2 separate regions of the Zea mays genome follow, and region 2 is linked to region 1. A link is a contact called in public Hi-C data. All regions are on one chromosome and are shown on one strand. Each heading gives the region's core, a stretch centred on a gene start, on an enhancer-like site or on the middle of the called end of the contact. The rest is flanking DNA. Distances are from core to core; before and after follow the strand shown.

Region 1 (7,802 bases), core at 3,384-5,883:
AATAGATGAACAGTACTCCCGTACTGTTCATGCTGATTTGGCATTTTGCTTTTCGCATCACGCCTGTACCTTTACTCTTCGTCAATCCGAAGGTACATTTGTAATTTGTTATTATGATTCTGATAATGCAAAACAAAAATAAATTGATGATAATATCTGTATTATTATTCATATTTCATATTTCATATATGTATTCTTCTTCATCATCTATCGGACTTACGAAGGTCTCTTCTTTCATAACCTTCGTCCGGAATTCATTATATCCGAAGGGACATAATGTTTTGAAGGACGAAGGACTTTAACATTTAACATTTTTTATGTTGTCTTGTTCTTAACTCTTAGCATTTGAGAACAAGTCCCCAACAAGGTCGTTTGAAAAAACTCAAAAAATTAAAGATAAAAATGATTTCTAGTGGCGGTTCCTTAAGAAAACCGCCACTAGAAATTGATTTTTACAGGCGGTTTTCTTAAGGAACGGCCTGTAAAAATAAATTTCTAGTGGCGGTTTTCTTAAGGAACCGCCACTAAAAATAATACAGGCGGTTCATAACCGAATCCGCCTGTAAAAATATATCGTACCGCAGACTTTGAGCCATTTTCTACTAGTGCATAGTCCCTGTTGGCGCCGACCTGATCTGATACCCAACACTGAAAAAAATCATCTAACGGTACTCTCGATCCTGTACCAAATGGTACGCGACCTCGCTGCAGAAGTGGCTCATTCCCTGTGTGCTTTTGGACGGTCCGCATCTGGACCCGGACAGTCCGCGATGGCGCAGGATCTTTTTCTCCGCAGGAACCTGAATCTCGTCTCTCAGGAGACGGGACCCGTCGTAAGGAGAGATCCAATGGTTGTCTTAGGATCGAGAGACCACCCAAGACGTCTGTAGGCGATGTCGAGCCGAAGAAAGGTGAAAAAAATATGTCGATAAAGACCAATACTAGAGCTAAACTAAGGCTAGGTTACTCCTACTCCTAATATAAGAGAACAACAATGCAAATAAGGTAAATTTAATAAATAGATTTGTTTGAATCGATTGTGGGGGTGTCAGTCGGTTGTACCCCTTCGTTTATATAAGGAGGCAGGTCAGGACCCTGTAGAAGCCAGTTCCCAAAAAAATCCTATGATGTTTGCTAACAAATCCCACAAAAAAAGAGGAACCCTAACTAATTCTGTTCACGCGCGCGGACCATCCGCGCCGCCACCGCAGACCATCCTACTACCTAGTTAAGTGCTCAACATATGCTCCATTGCCTTTTGGTGGAGGATGACGAACGAAAAGCATATGTACTGCTAGCACCATTCGAGAAACAATAGATCTCACAAGTCATCTTGTTCTGGAAGTAAGTACTAAGCCTAATGCAACTCAATAGAAAATGGTTGTTTGTCAATTTGCGTCTCTTGGAAACTCAATTGGCCCTCATTTATGGCCGACTATATCCGCCGACGAAATACATTATAATCATTGGTGGCATGAGAAAAAGAATTATGACACTTGCAATAAGCACGTATTTTTAGTTTATCTAAAGGAGGAATAGTATTAGTTATTTTAATGTTACCACTTTTTAATAGCCCATCAAATATTATGTCACACTTAACAACATTAAAAGTAATTTAACTTGTTCTTGATGATTCTTTTGAATCCGCTGTAAAGGAAAGCATGTCGAAGGTTTGGCCTGTGTTGACCAAACAAGTTTAGAGGTATATACATCCGCGAGTTCATCAATCGAACTATCGCGCTCCACTAGATGCACATTATGGCCAACTGATTTTGATGTCTCTTTAATTTGGCTTTCACATGCCAACGCTCATTGGTGCAGCTGTACTAATGAAAAGAATTGGGTGCCATCTAATTTTACTTTGAGGTAAGATCACAACACTGTAAAAGCCAGTCCTGCTAGTTGTTTGTCTACGACATGGATTTGGAAGCATCGGTTTCTGGTATCTCGAAACCTCCAGATATAGTCACTAACCGATTCTCCGTGTTCCTGTCAGACTGAAGCTAAATCAGCTCAGTCTAACTCATGCTCTCCTGACAAAAAGTGTTCATGAAATTTCTGCTCTAATTCCCCCAAAAGTTAATAGAGTTAGGTGGCAGGGGTGTGTACCGTGCGAATGCTGTACCAATAAGGGACAACGAGAATAACGGACATGGTAGGTTTCCCTATCAGCTAATTCTCCTAGGTGTGCTAAGAACTGGCTTACATGCTCATGCGTGTTTTTTCCACCTTCATCGGAAAATTTAGAGAAATATGGTATCCTAGTTCCTTGCGGATATGGCACGACGTCAAATCGATGACTATAAGGTTTCTAATACGACTGTCACGTGTCTAACACACTAACACCGAACTTGTCTCTGAACATCCCAACTAAATCGTCCCTAATTTTTCCACCACGTCTAGTGACCATCCATTAAGCTTGGGGTGAAAACCTCAGGTTGGCGGACATTATTTTGTTGGCTTTCCTCCCAGGAATTTTCAAAATACGTGTTAGGTGTCCTATTAGTGCCACCGTTCCAGCCCTATACCTCTTAGGCTCTCTAGTGGCCGAAGAATATCCCGCCCTGTGCATATGAGGAGGCATGGCATTGTTATAATATGCTATCGGTGGGGTAGTGTAGTATTGCTGTGATGGGTGCAAAAACGGTGCATATTGTGCATCTGGTGTTCTGCGTACACGTACCTGCATGGTCTGGCGTAAGAGGTCGGATGGTCCGAGGTTATACCTGGACAGTTCATCTGTATATGGTGTTACCTAAGTGATCTGTGTGCAGGCCTATGTAGGGTCGGACGATCCGACAAAATATGCTGGACGTTCCATGATGTAGTCAGACAGTCTGAGTTGACGCTCGGACGGTCTGACTGTGTCAATATCCGGTCACGTGCTAGGCAACGATGGTTGTGGTGGTGCTATAAACATATTTATCGGCATACCATAAAATGGCTGGGTATAAGATGACCCATTTGCAACCAATATGTTAGGTGCGGTTGGCTCCACATTAGGTTTAGGTGAGGGAAAACTAGGTGTAGTAGATTTTTCATACGAACGTGTCCATCCTTTAATAGATTCATCTATCTATTGTTTTAACTGATCCTCATGTTTTTCTATGAAAGCCTTAAAAGATGGATCTGGAATACTTACAATAGGAGCATGAGACAAAGGTAGGAGAGATTCCATATTGATCTTCCCTTGATGGATGATCTTCTGGTGGCGTTCCACTGTGAAGTATGATAGGTATTTTTCCTTCGCCTTCTCGCGCCATTCTGTGAGTTGTCGCAGCACCTCTTCCTCCTTGCGTCTCACGAGGTCATCAAAGGGCTGTTGGTCATTAGCTAGGAGTGCCTCTAGGGTTGTCTTGATGATGTTGGTGGCGGTGACATTGGTGTGATCTTTAGAACTGGTAATCTAGACACGATTTTTAGTAGATCTAAACATCTTTGTCCCTAACAGAGTCGCTAAAAAGTGTGTTGGCCTTGATCTGGTACCAAACACTAGAAAATACCACCTGGTGGTGCTCTCTGTGGAAGTGTGGATGGTCTACGGCCCTGGGCCGAATGGTCCATGAATGTGCTGCAGAAGCGGCTCCTTCTTATCATGCTTCTGGACGATTTGCGCTTGGGGCCCAGACGGTCTGTGATGGCGTAGGGTCTTCTTCTCCCAAGAACCTGAATCTCGCCTCCTCAGAGGGACCCCGTCGGGAGGAGAGATCCAAAGGTTGCCTTGGGCTTGGCAGGCCACCCAATACACATTTAGACGATGTCAAGACAAAGAGGGGTAAAGAAATAGGTCGAGGAAGACTAATACTAAGGCTAGCTTACTCCTACTTCTAATGAAATGGAGGAACAATGCAAATAAGGTAAATTCTGATAAATAGATTTGATTGGATCAATTGTGGGGTTATCAACCGGTCGTACCCCTTCGTTTATGTGAGGGGGGTCTGTACCCGTTACAAGTCAGTTCCCAAACAAATCCCGCAGTGTTTGCTAACAAATCACGCAAGAAAACAAGAACCCTAACTAATTCTATTCACGTGCGGACCGTCCGCGTCGCCACCACAGACCGTTTGGTCCGTTCGGCTGCCCAGTTCAGTGCTCAACAGTCCCTTCTAAGAGGGATAGAGGTGCAAATGATGTATTCAAGTTCGAATTATTTAAAGAAGTTCACATCCCTTTGTATTCAAATCCCGATATTCAACATTCGATTCAAATAAGTATTCAACATTCGATACTGTTTCAATACCATATATGTATTCAACATTCGATTCAAATAGGTATTCAACATTCGATGCTGTTTCGATACCATATCTGTAACCGAATACTCAAATCACAAAACAATGTCGATATGCGTTGGTAATCTATACGACATGGCTAAATATTTGAATCGAAATAAAAATCCAAAGACAAATATATCAGTAATATCCATTTGTATATGGTCCGTTTACACCCCTAGCAAGCAATCACAAATGTTTACTCTAGTTCAATCAGGGTGGCAAGAATTGTGCCAGAACCACATCAATTTGCTTAAACTCCTATAGCTTCATCCTAGTGTCAAGTTATATAGCCGGAGGCCCTGTTAGCTTCAGGTCAGCATCAAAATTTGTAATGGGCCAGATCTAACAACCTGGGCCTGAACGAACGGATAACAAAAGCTGTACGCCTACACGATGAGTCAGATACCTTTGGAGCTCAACATAGATTACGAGTGTGTCCACAGCGTTTTCTTTGGCATCATCCATCTTTCTCCTGACCGGCTATGTTTCTTTCGTTGTTCCTCGTTTCCTTCTGGCCAGCCAGAGCATCTTCTCTTTGGCCTTCCTTCGTTTTCTTCTGGCCAGCTGCAGCATTCTCTTTATCCTGCTTGCTCGTTTCCTTCTGCTCTTTTTTCCTTTGGGGCAGTGATACGAAAATCTTCCTCTGGCTGGCCACCGGAAATTTGCTGCTTCAATCCAGCGTGGGTGGACCAAGAACTTCCTGTTGTCGACACCCCCAGAGGAGGGCCTTCTCTGTTCCCATATCCACACACATCTGTAGAGCAAACGGCACCTAGATACTCAGCCATCTTCCAGACCATCTGTAGAGCAAACGGCACCTAGCTAGGGGTACATGCAAAGCCTACCTGTCTTACATCCCGTGAAGAAAGATCAGTTTCAACAGCCTACATAAAAGAAGTACAAGGGCAAATGGTTAGAAATGAAAAGGTTTTGTTCTTACAAGATTCAGGTCTACTGTGAGGAATAGATGGTTGAAAGAAATAGCGATAAAATGTGGTAAAACTTTGAACTGAGGAAACCAACCATGTCGAAGAAAAGCGTGTGTATGCGCTTCAAGACATCTAAGTCCTTGTTCGGTTATTCCCAATACACATGGATTGGATGTGATTGAAAAAAAATTGAGAAGAAGTTTGACTTGTTTGGGATTCAAACCCATTCAATCTCACTCAATCCATATGGATTGGGAGCTAACCGAACAAGCCCTAAACTGATAGCCAAAGCACCAGCCCTCTCTCTTTCATCTTGCATCGAGCCATCGACTCTGACAAATACCAAACACCAAAGCCAAATTGGTGGCAGCTTGAAGCAAAGAAAATGATCTCTCCATTAGAAACAGGTTCTCTTTATGCTTCTGTCATACCTGAAATAAAATTATTTTTTCTGTCTGGCCAGCTATGAATGACAAATGACAATAAAAACAGAAATTTTGATCACTCTAAGCACGAATAACAAGGTCCTACGAGCTTATACACCGAGGATAATCATTATGCTTTGATAATCAAACGATAGATGTTTCTATTTTTAAATCCATATGTTGGAAACAAACAGGAAACATAGAACAGTTACTAACCAAAAACACATACAAAGTAACAAGAGTATTCTGTAATGAGAAATTAAAAAACTTGACCTGCTAGGGTAAGACCATCCCCACGGTATTATATATTAAAAAGAAGACCTTCTCACATAGATTAAGAAAACCTCCGAATCCCTAGCTCACCCATACACAGCATGTGGAGTCGAACTCAGGATCTAAGGAGTGCTACTCAAACCACCTAACCAACTCGGCTAGAGACCGTTTCACATAATGAGAAATTAAAACCTGGCTTGACCAATAAATTCATGTCAAATAATGTGACTTTTGGTTGCATAAAATAAAATTGTTGCGGGTCAACTTGCCCTATTGGATAGAAATGAATATACTTCTTTTTTTCGAACAACGACGTATGGGAGCTACATGTCATTTTATTATTAAAAAGAAAAAGAGGGAGAGAGACATGAATGTCAGCTCCCGATTAAGTTACAAGGAGAACATCGGCGCCACCAAAGCTACAACCAAAACCAAAGCCACCTCCTAGGACCTAGGAACTAAGACCCTAGTATTAGAGTTAAGCTTGATAGTGTGCTGGTTAGCGCGTGCGTGCGTCGTGTTGTGTGCGTGTTCGAGCCTGGTGTGTGCCATGGGCGCAGCCGTGTCGCGACTGATGAGCTTGGGCTAGGGATGCCGGCTTGGATCGGCTAGGGCGCCATGGTAGGTTGAGCGTGCACATGCAGGGAGTGCGATCGGAGTTAGTTGGAGTGGTGGCGCGAAAATCGCCGGCTGTTGGGCGCGTGTGGGTCGTGCGGACGAACGCGTCCTGCGGGCACGACGCAGCGCACAGGCGCGGACATGGCGGGGGGCCGGGTGGTGGAAGGGAGCTCTGCCACGACTATATGTAGCACCACTCTCTGCTGTAATCGTGCTCGGGGGTGTCCAGTAAATAAAGGCCAACATACAGGCGAGGGAGAGCTTCTGGCCGGGGCGTTCGTCGGCCATATCCACTGTTCATCTCCTTCCTCTTAGTGTTCTCTGTTTTTTAGGGGTGTGAGCGCTCTTTCTTGAGTGAGAGGGTCCAACACCTATGCTATGCTGGCGAAGCAGCAACTCCTACAGGGCAGCAGCTCCAGTCGAGCACCACAACACACACTCAGAGACAACTACAAGAAAAAAAGTTGTAATTATATAAAAGTTGATAATCATTATTACTTTGCTTAGTACAAAAGTTAGAAAAGACTTGTAAAGTTTATTTATGGGTAATACCTATTGATGCTAACTGCACTGAGACAAAGATGTTTGCTTGAGAACAAAAGATAGTGACTAGAAAGGGTCCTAAAGTTTTTAATAATTTACTAGCCAGTTGCCCGTGCTTTGCTACGGTTTTTATATATCATATAAGTAGGTATTAAGATATTTATTTAAATATAATTATTGTTTATTTCTAAACAATAAGGTATGTGTGGTCTGATGGTTAGCCTCAAAATTTTGGAGTTGGGAGTGTGGGTTCGAGTGCTCGCTCTGCACTTTTTTTACGCGGTGTGGGGGCGCGTGGGGCGGGCCCAGAATGTTAGCTTGGAAGGTGAAGTTGTGGTAGCACCAGGTGCCCACATTATGTTTTTAATAGAGTAGTATAGATAAATATGTATTGAAATATTTATTCAAATATAATTATTGTTTATTTATAAACATGTCGGAGACCATAATTAGGGGTACCCCCAAGACTCCTAATCTCAGCTGGTAACCTCCATCAGCACAAAGCTGCAAAGGCCTGATGGGCGCGATTAAGGTCAAGGCTCAGTCCACTCAAGGGACACGATCTCGCCTCGCCCGAGCCCAGCCTCGGGCAAAGGCAGCCGACCCCGGAGGATTCACGTCTCGCCCGAGGGCCCCCTCAAGCAACGGACACACCTTCGGCTCGCCCAAGGCCCAGTCTTCGCAGAGAAGCAACCTTGGCCAGATCGCCACGCCAACCGACCGTATCACAGGAGCATTTAATG
Region 2 (7,802 bases), core at 3,003-5,502, 88 kb before region 1:
TCTATCTATAATGACAACTTTTTCCTTTTTTGTGCTTGGTGGACAGAAATGCTGCATAGATATTATGCATTGATTTTCGATTTTGTGAAGTCCACTGCATTTTCAAATAATGTATCATCTTCATGAGTGGTGTTGGTTATTATGCTTTGGAAAAATAAAGATGATCTTTACATGTTTTTAGTAGTTGTATATTGGTGAGTTATTTGGTTCAATCAAAGTACTTAGTCAAGCAGTTTGTGCTGCTCAAGCTATTCGTGCAATTAAACCTCTCCATTTGGTAGACACTGAAATTTTCTAATTCGGTCATTCCTCGACTAGAATTCATTAATTGTTCCACTAATTGTTTGGTTGGTTGAGAGAACTCTCTATTAGATTCAATTCGTGTGTTGATTGTGAACTCAACAAGGCTACATAAAAATGTGTCTTAACAGTATAACACATTTATACATAAGTTATCGTGACATTATATGTTTCCGTTGCAACGAACGGGCACTCACCTAGCACTACATTAAAGTTAAAGGCGCTCAAGATTGTTGGTCGGTCGTTATAAATGTTTTTTTTTGAAAGGTGTTTGAACAGTTGCACCATTTATGGAGTGTTTGGTTTGAGGAATGATGTACTCCATCATCTTCTCACTCCTTACTTTTTTGTTTGGTTTGTGGAATGGAGTGAGTTAATCCATCACCACATCATTCCTCATAGTTAGTTGTTTAGTACTAATATGTGGAATGGAGTCATTTCACTAAATTTGAGGAATGGACCCATGATGCACCACTTCATTTTGGATAGAGTGATTCATCAAACCAAACATCTCATTAAAGATTCTACCACATGTAGAACCCGTACGTAGATTCAGTACTGAAACACCAGCGATATCGTCGAATGCCGAACGGTCGTTCTGATTTCTGAAATACGGGGCCGGGGTGTTGAATGCCGAGCGGTCCGTTCTCAATACAGCGATGAGCTGTTGAGTGTTCCTCCATAAACTATTGCAACGTCAACACACTGTAGCATTAACTGGCTGTTGGGCCATGCATTTTTTTTTTTTTTACTCCTGCTCCTACCGACGCTCGCTGCTACGGCAGGAGGCACAGCATGTGGCACCTCGTCTCGCCTCGGCACGGCAGCCGCGCGTCTCTGTCTCCGTCTCCGTCCGCGGGAATCTATCCTCACCGCGCCGCTCGGCGGCATGCATGGCCGGGGACGGGGACCTTGTTTGCCACTAGGTAAGGTAACCCCCCACACTACTTTATTATTTATTAATCGGCATTAACAGACGTCCAGCGGCCACAGCCACATGGCTATCGACGGGCACGGCGCTGTGTGCTGACCGGTCCAGCTAGCTTAATAGTCTACAGGGGCAACGTCTCGTCATGTCCGATCCATCGGGCTGCAGCACTACACACTGCATGCTCTGCAGTTTGCACATGACCTGTGCTGTGCGTGGATCACATCACATTCTAGTCACAAGCCTCTCGATCTCCTTGTCGTGGCTGTACGAATCATGAGAGGAGGGGTGGCATGGCATGGCACGTCCCGCCTGGCCGGCTGTTGAATGAACCCCCTACCTAGAGATTCCCCCCAGCCCTAACCGACCTTCTGCCTCTGTCTGCTTCAACAGTCAGTCGGTCAACGTCTCTGATGATCTCTGGGTACAAGCTAAGATTAGTAGTAGCTAATAATATTGTTTCACGGACCTATCAGAGGGCATGTAACCATGTGAATACTACAACATCTATATGCAACAATGCAATGCAATGCAATGCCCCGCCCGCCAGATCTAGCGAAGCCCACTAGTTGTTGCAACCACTTTTAACTCCTTGTGGGTATTTTTTTTATATATATGAGATGCAGTTTACCAAAACACACAAGTCATCAATCCAATAAACAAAAGCTCGACCCCTTTCTTTTCCTTTCCTCGGTCACAGCGAGCAAGAATAAAGAAGCCTTCCTTTTTTTGAAGCAAACAAAACGAATACATTGAGCGGCGCGGAGAGCAGACAAGGCGAACTTTTTGAAGCAATCAATCATGCCAAGTACCACAGGTTTAAAGCCAAACTATACTACTAGCGTTAGCTTATAGTATTATTATATTATTAAACTCACAGCAAAAATATAAAAATAAAAATAAAATCGATACCACCTACTGCCACATCAGAGTCCCAGATCCCCCAGCTTTTACATGAACTACTACGGAGCTTTGCAATGCATTGGAAGCTAGCATCAAATTAAGATGAACGCTTGAGGCTGTTTTGTGAATTTTATGTAGTACTGTGTTAAGGTTGCCCCAACATTTTGTTCAGTGGTGTAGCCGTGGGTGCTAATGCAATTAGAGCTACAATTTAGAGGGCGCTAATGCAAATTTCCAAACCAAGGAAGGATAAGGAGAGATCGAAAAAGGCTCCGACTATCATCTTAACCCCCTCCGAACTACCCCTATTTACGACCATGACCATAGAGTCTTACCCAAAAAAAAAAAAGGAGACGGACGAAATTAAATTTGCTAATAACAGATAAGTACTGCTACCGATTAAAACAGCCTGCTTTACTTAGCTCCCCCCGGAATCCTAGCGTGGTCGCGCTCAGAACGTGCAGATCTCGTCGGCGGCCGCCGCCGCCGCCTTGACCGACACGGTTCCGCCCATCGTGTTCTTGCAGTGCGCAATGGCGCCCTCGATAGCGCTCTGGAGCTCCTCCATGGACGATGCCGTGGACAACGACACCGGACCGACGCCAATGCCGCTGGCAACGGCCGGCACGTCGGGGAAGCCCACGCCGCCAGCCCCGCCAAAGGTGAGCAGACCCGAGTGGCTAGGCGACGACTGCATCGATGACGGGCAGCTCGCCGTGGCCCGCTTCTGGCGCGGGAACCAGAGGTTTCCGGAGAAGGAGCTGGAGTGCGCGTACTTGTTGCCGCCAACCTCTGCTGCCGCCTCCACCACTGCCGCGACGGCGTCGCCCTTTTTCTTGCGGATGGAGAAGGTGAAGGGCTTCTTGAACCTCTGCTGCGGTTGGCTGTTGCCGTTGACGACGTTGTTCTGGTTCTTGTTGGGGATCTGGGAGAGCCTTTCGTAGAGCGGTTTCACCTTCTTAGCGTACTTCTTGATCACCTCCTTGGCGAGCGACTTGGACGGCTGCTTCTTCGCGGCCGGAGCGCCGGCGCCGCCGCGGTGGAAGACCGAGGAGAAGCGCGTGGCGAAGGACGAGAGGTACTGCTTCCCGGTGCGCTTGGCGGGTGGCAGCAGCCCCGCGGCGGCCGACGGCGGATGCAGGTGGCGGTCGTCCTCGGTGGCGGAGCTGGGGCGAGACGACGAGGCCGCCGAGTCCGGGCCCAGGAGCGCGCCGCAGTCGGCGGAGAAGGACGACGACGTGCTGCCGTTGGAGTCGCGGGAGGAGGAGTTGGTGGAGTCGGACGCGGAGGCGGACGACGTGGACGCCGAGGACAGCAGCAGCGTGCGCACCATGGAGATGCGCGGCGATAGCTGCAGCGGCAGGAGCTGGCCCTTGTAGAAGAGCTCGTCGGCCGGGCACAGCTGCTCCGCCGACCGCTGCTTGGACGCCGGCGACAGCGTGACCGTGAACTCGAACTCCGACGACGAGGCCGAGGACGACGCCGGCGACGGGAACGACTTCGCGCCGCCCACGCCCCTGTTGCCTCTGGTCCTGCCCATGGTACGTGTGCCGTTACAGACTCATGGCGTTGGGGGAGTGACGGAGAGGCGCGGTGGAGGCGGCCAGCATAGCGAGCCAGCGAGGAGACGGAGACGGGAGGAAAGGTAAAAACTTTTCGGGGGTGGGGAACCTGACGTCTTTATGTGACTGTGAGGGGTCGCACCTGCGCCGAGTTGAGGCCGGCAGGGACGGGGGCCATGACGCTGACGGCCGCGATCGCATGTGAGCGATGACTGATCACTTTCCATAGACGCCTGGACGGGGACTCGAGTCGGCACGTAGGAGTATAGGTGTCAACTGTCAACTACGACGAAGCAAGGCAATGCTATCCACGAGCTTCACTTGTCGAAGTACTCCTGAGAGACAAAAAAAAAAGAAAAGAAAATGCGTCCTTTTTGTTCCTATAATTTTACTGAGAAGGAGATATGCATCGAATGATCGATAGCGGACGTAGCACGACAAGACTGTAGATGCAGTTGATACAGACCGGTTTGAAGCAGCCTAACAACCGCATCGTTAGACACAGACCGGTTGAAGCAGCGTAACAACCGGTGCCTGCTACACAAAGAAACCTGATTTCAAGAAGAGAGAACGCTACTATGGCCGAGGCCGACGTAGCAAGAAAAGCAGCTGCGCTTTATGAAGCTGGCATGTGGCATGCACTGCACTGCACCCACTTCCTTCTTACACCCATGAAAAGGTGGACAAGTCACTGGAGCGCAGCAACACATGCAAATTTGCAGTGGCACAGTTCCTGTTCCTGGATTCCTGCATGCAGCTACCAAGGAAAGGAACTAGCCCGTGTTTGTTTCAGCTTTTTGGAGCTTCGGCTCACCAAAAGCTGCTGCGAACTGCCAAACGCTCAGCTTTTTAGTCAGCTTCTATAAAATTCATTTGAGTAAAAGTCATTCAAAATTAACATAAACACATAATCAGTTGAGTCGTTGCAATAGTATGAATCCGTCACTTTCTATATCCTGAGTCTTATGGACACTTTTATCTTCCTCAGCACGTAATCCTAATAATACTAAGATTCTCCTCACAGCTAGATTCTCCTCACAGACAGATTCTCAGAAAAGCTGGTCAGAAAAAAGCTGAACCAAACATGCCCCTAGCCTGCTCACTTGGCATGGCAATCGCCATGCATCGTGCTGTGTCACCTGTTGAGATCCCATCCCTGTCGACGCCGGCCGCCGGCGACTTCGGTTTGCCAGAGTTGTCGTAGTTCGTCATTGTTTGTTCTTTTTTTTTTAAAAAAAATCTTCTTTCGATGCTGTTGTTTGTCCAGTCTAAATCTTCTTCGTTATTTGTCGACAGCTCTCCTGATTCTATTCGTTTAATTTCCTGCCGCCAACACACACACACACACAAAAATGCCAGGCAGTAATGAAATACGGCCGGGGCCGGGGCCGGGGCCGGGGTAGATCTCGGCAAGTCTACAGAGGTTGCCTCCATTCCACTCCTGCGACGTTGTTGAATGCCGAGCGGTCGTTCTCAATTGTTCAGTGTTTCCTCCATAAACTGTTGCAACGGCAAGGTACTGTAGCATTAACTAACCGTTGGACCATGTATTTTACTCCTCCTCCTCCTACGGACGCTACTGTTGAGAAACCTAATGGGCCTAACGGGCCAAAGAAGGCCCATATACCTGTAATCCTACTTTTAGCTTAAAATAGAGGAGTCTTCTTCACCGTGTAAATCAAGATTAAACCAAGACTAGAAAGGGTGAAATACAGCCACAAGTAATTTACTCGTTTGTCTCAAGAGTCCTTCGACTACATTTGGTAGCAAATGATCCTTAATACGTTATCGGCACACATTTATCTAAATCATGTGAAACTACACCTTCTTTTTATTTTGTTCAAGGTAATACTTTATTTATCGAAGTGTTTATTCTTCTCATGACTACTTTATTCATTTTGTAAAATGGATTGCACGAAGTAAACCTAACCATTGGATCTATCATGTGTAGCCGATCGATATTGTGAACCGTCCATTTAAGGGTGTTAGCCCGCGGTACCAAAATTGCCTCACACAGGTATCTGATGTAAAAATAGCACTTGGAAGGAAAAAAAAAGCTCAAAGTTGCCATCGGGGTTGGCAACAAAGAAGTAGCTGCTGATGAGCAGAATTACCAAGCGCTACACTTTCTTTAGCACCACCATCTCTCACCAACCGTAAAAAAATATGAATATATGGTAGAGAGAAAGGCTAACAAACTTTCAACCATGCAGAAAAATCGATTTGAAAAGATAAACAACACAATCTTTCCCTAAGCACAACAAGATTGGGCTCACCTTCGGTCCGCTGATTCCAAGACTGTGGCCGAATATAATTCGCCATTACAGTCTATTTGCACCAACCTATTCCCATGTAGTAAGAATATCATAGAAGATGAAAAGATAGAAAAGACCTTGTCCACTTTTCATTCGAATGTCACTCAAAGTGCCTGCAACTATCGTCAAGACGCTTACATGAAGTTCAATAACTTGATTGATATCATGCGAGTAAATGAGACACACGATAAAGTATCGAAGACAAACTTCAATGATTATTCCAATGGCAAAGGTATTAGCACTAAAGTTAATGCAATCTCATACAAGATATAGGAAAGCCCATTCAAAGGAAGAAGCAATTTATAGTCATGGAAAAGGCAAGAAGCAATTTATAGTCGAACATCCTCATACTCATGAGAACAAATAAAAAGAAGCTACAATAGAAGCCATACGGTCTGCAAGACCAAGCATGCTATAAATGTGGCATTTAGGGACATTGGCCCAAGGTATACCGTCTGCAAAAGCACATTGTTGAAGGATACAAGGCGAAAAACATGCACAAGAAGAAAGTTGAGGCACATTTTACCATGACTGTCAACAATGAAGTCAACTTAGAAGAGCCCATGCCTAAAGCATCTTTCCTAGCTCTTGATCTTGCAAATGAAGTAAAAATGATTTCAAAGGAAGAAAACACCTACACATATGAAGTAGAGGCTGATAGTGATGCCTTCCTTTATTCTATTTGAAGCGCTTGGATGCACACTTATCCCAAAAATTGAGAATAACTTTTGTTTAATGGTCAATAAACTCTATGAGAGCATTATTACTTTTTACTTTCATGAATGAAATTGAATAGCTTTGATTTAATATGAAATTTTTTACGGTATGGGCGACCCCTCCCATGGGGCTCGGGCGTACGGCCAGCCTCTCGGCCTCGACTTCGGCTCTCAGCAGGAAATAAGCAAGCACAAGTCAACAACAGATTACACTGTCATATCACTCACAGGACGCCATCTCCCTTGGGAATACGACGGCCCCGGGCTTCACAGCATACATCTCCTAGGTGTATAAATAGGGCAGTAGTAGTCCCTTCAAGGGCAGGCGAACACTTAGTAGTTTTCCACCAAGTCTTTCGATACTGACACTTGCCTCAATCGGTTCTAGGGACTTGGGGACTTCCCCTCTCCCGCTGTGCTTGTAATCCCTACTACGGACACCCCGGTGCGAGTAATATAAGCATCATTCCCCCTCTGCTGGAAGTAGGGCTTTGCATTGCCCGAACCAGGATAAACTGCTTGTGTTAACTCGCACACCATCTAGATTCTGGGCACGCAGGATTATTTACTAGTTCGTTAGGACCTTTAGTCCGAACACCGACATATTAGATGTAGAGTTTCTAAACGCTTCGTTAGGAAAATGATTATCCTGGTCTATAAACTATTGTTATTGACTAGATAATTTGTTGAATATGCATGATTTCTTGTGTAATCTTGTATCTAATAATGCAATACCACAATCAGGGGCGGACCCAGGCCCATGGCCGCCTGGGCCACAGCCCGGGGCGCAGGCCCATTAATTTTTTTAGAAGATCCGAGATCTTGGGCTAGCAGAGCGCCGACCGCCAAGCGCGTGACGGCTCGCCGCGCGCGAACCCTAGTTCGCCACTTCGCCGGCTCGCCGCGCGCCGCGCCCTGTCCGGCCGTCCCCGTCCTCCGCGCGCCGCGCCCCGTCCCCGTCCGCCACGGCCCAGCCTCCAGTGCGCCGCCACGCCACGCGCCGCGCCCCATCCGCCGCACGCCGCGCCCCAGTCCACCGTGGCGCCATCCCGTCCAGGCGTCCAGGGTCCGCCGAGGC

Evidence for each region. A called contact is a pair of places that touch in the nucleus more often than the background predicts.
Region 2: a contact with region 1 is called in a Hi-C map of leaf, with 4 times the contacts expected there. The contact joins the promoter of LOC100277664 here to the enhancer-like site in region 1. A contact is called at or near these places in 4 of 25 Hi-C or Micro-C datasets (leaf, tassel and an unstated tissue).

Annotation. Positions count from the first base shown.
Region 1 is chr8:116,349,517-116,357,318 of Zm-B73-REFERENCE-NAM-5.0, reverse strand. No RefSeq gene overlaps it. Among protein-coding and RNA genes, the nearest start is that of LOC103635734, 44 kb to the right of the region's middle. Within about 2 kb of position 4,633, at least 15 of the 20 cell types and tissues checked have an H3K27ac peak or open chromatin away from gene starts, as enhancers often do. A contact at or near this core is called in leaf, where this site is marked.
Region 2 is chr8:116,436,834-116,444,635 of Zm-B73-REFERENCE-NAM-5.0, reverse strand. It overlaps LOC100277664, which reads right to left and starts at 4,252. Exons shown (of 1, transcript NM_001151171.2): 1 at 1,834-4,252. The coding sequence starts at 3,671. The coding sequence ends at 2,583.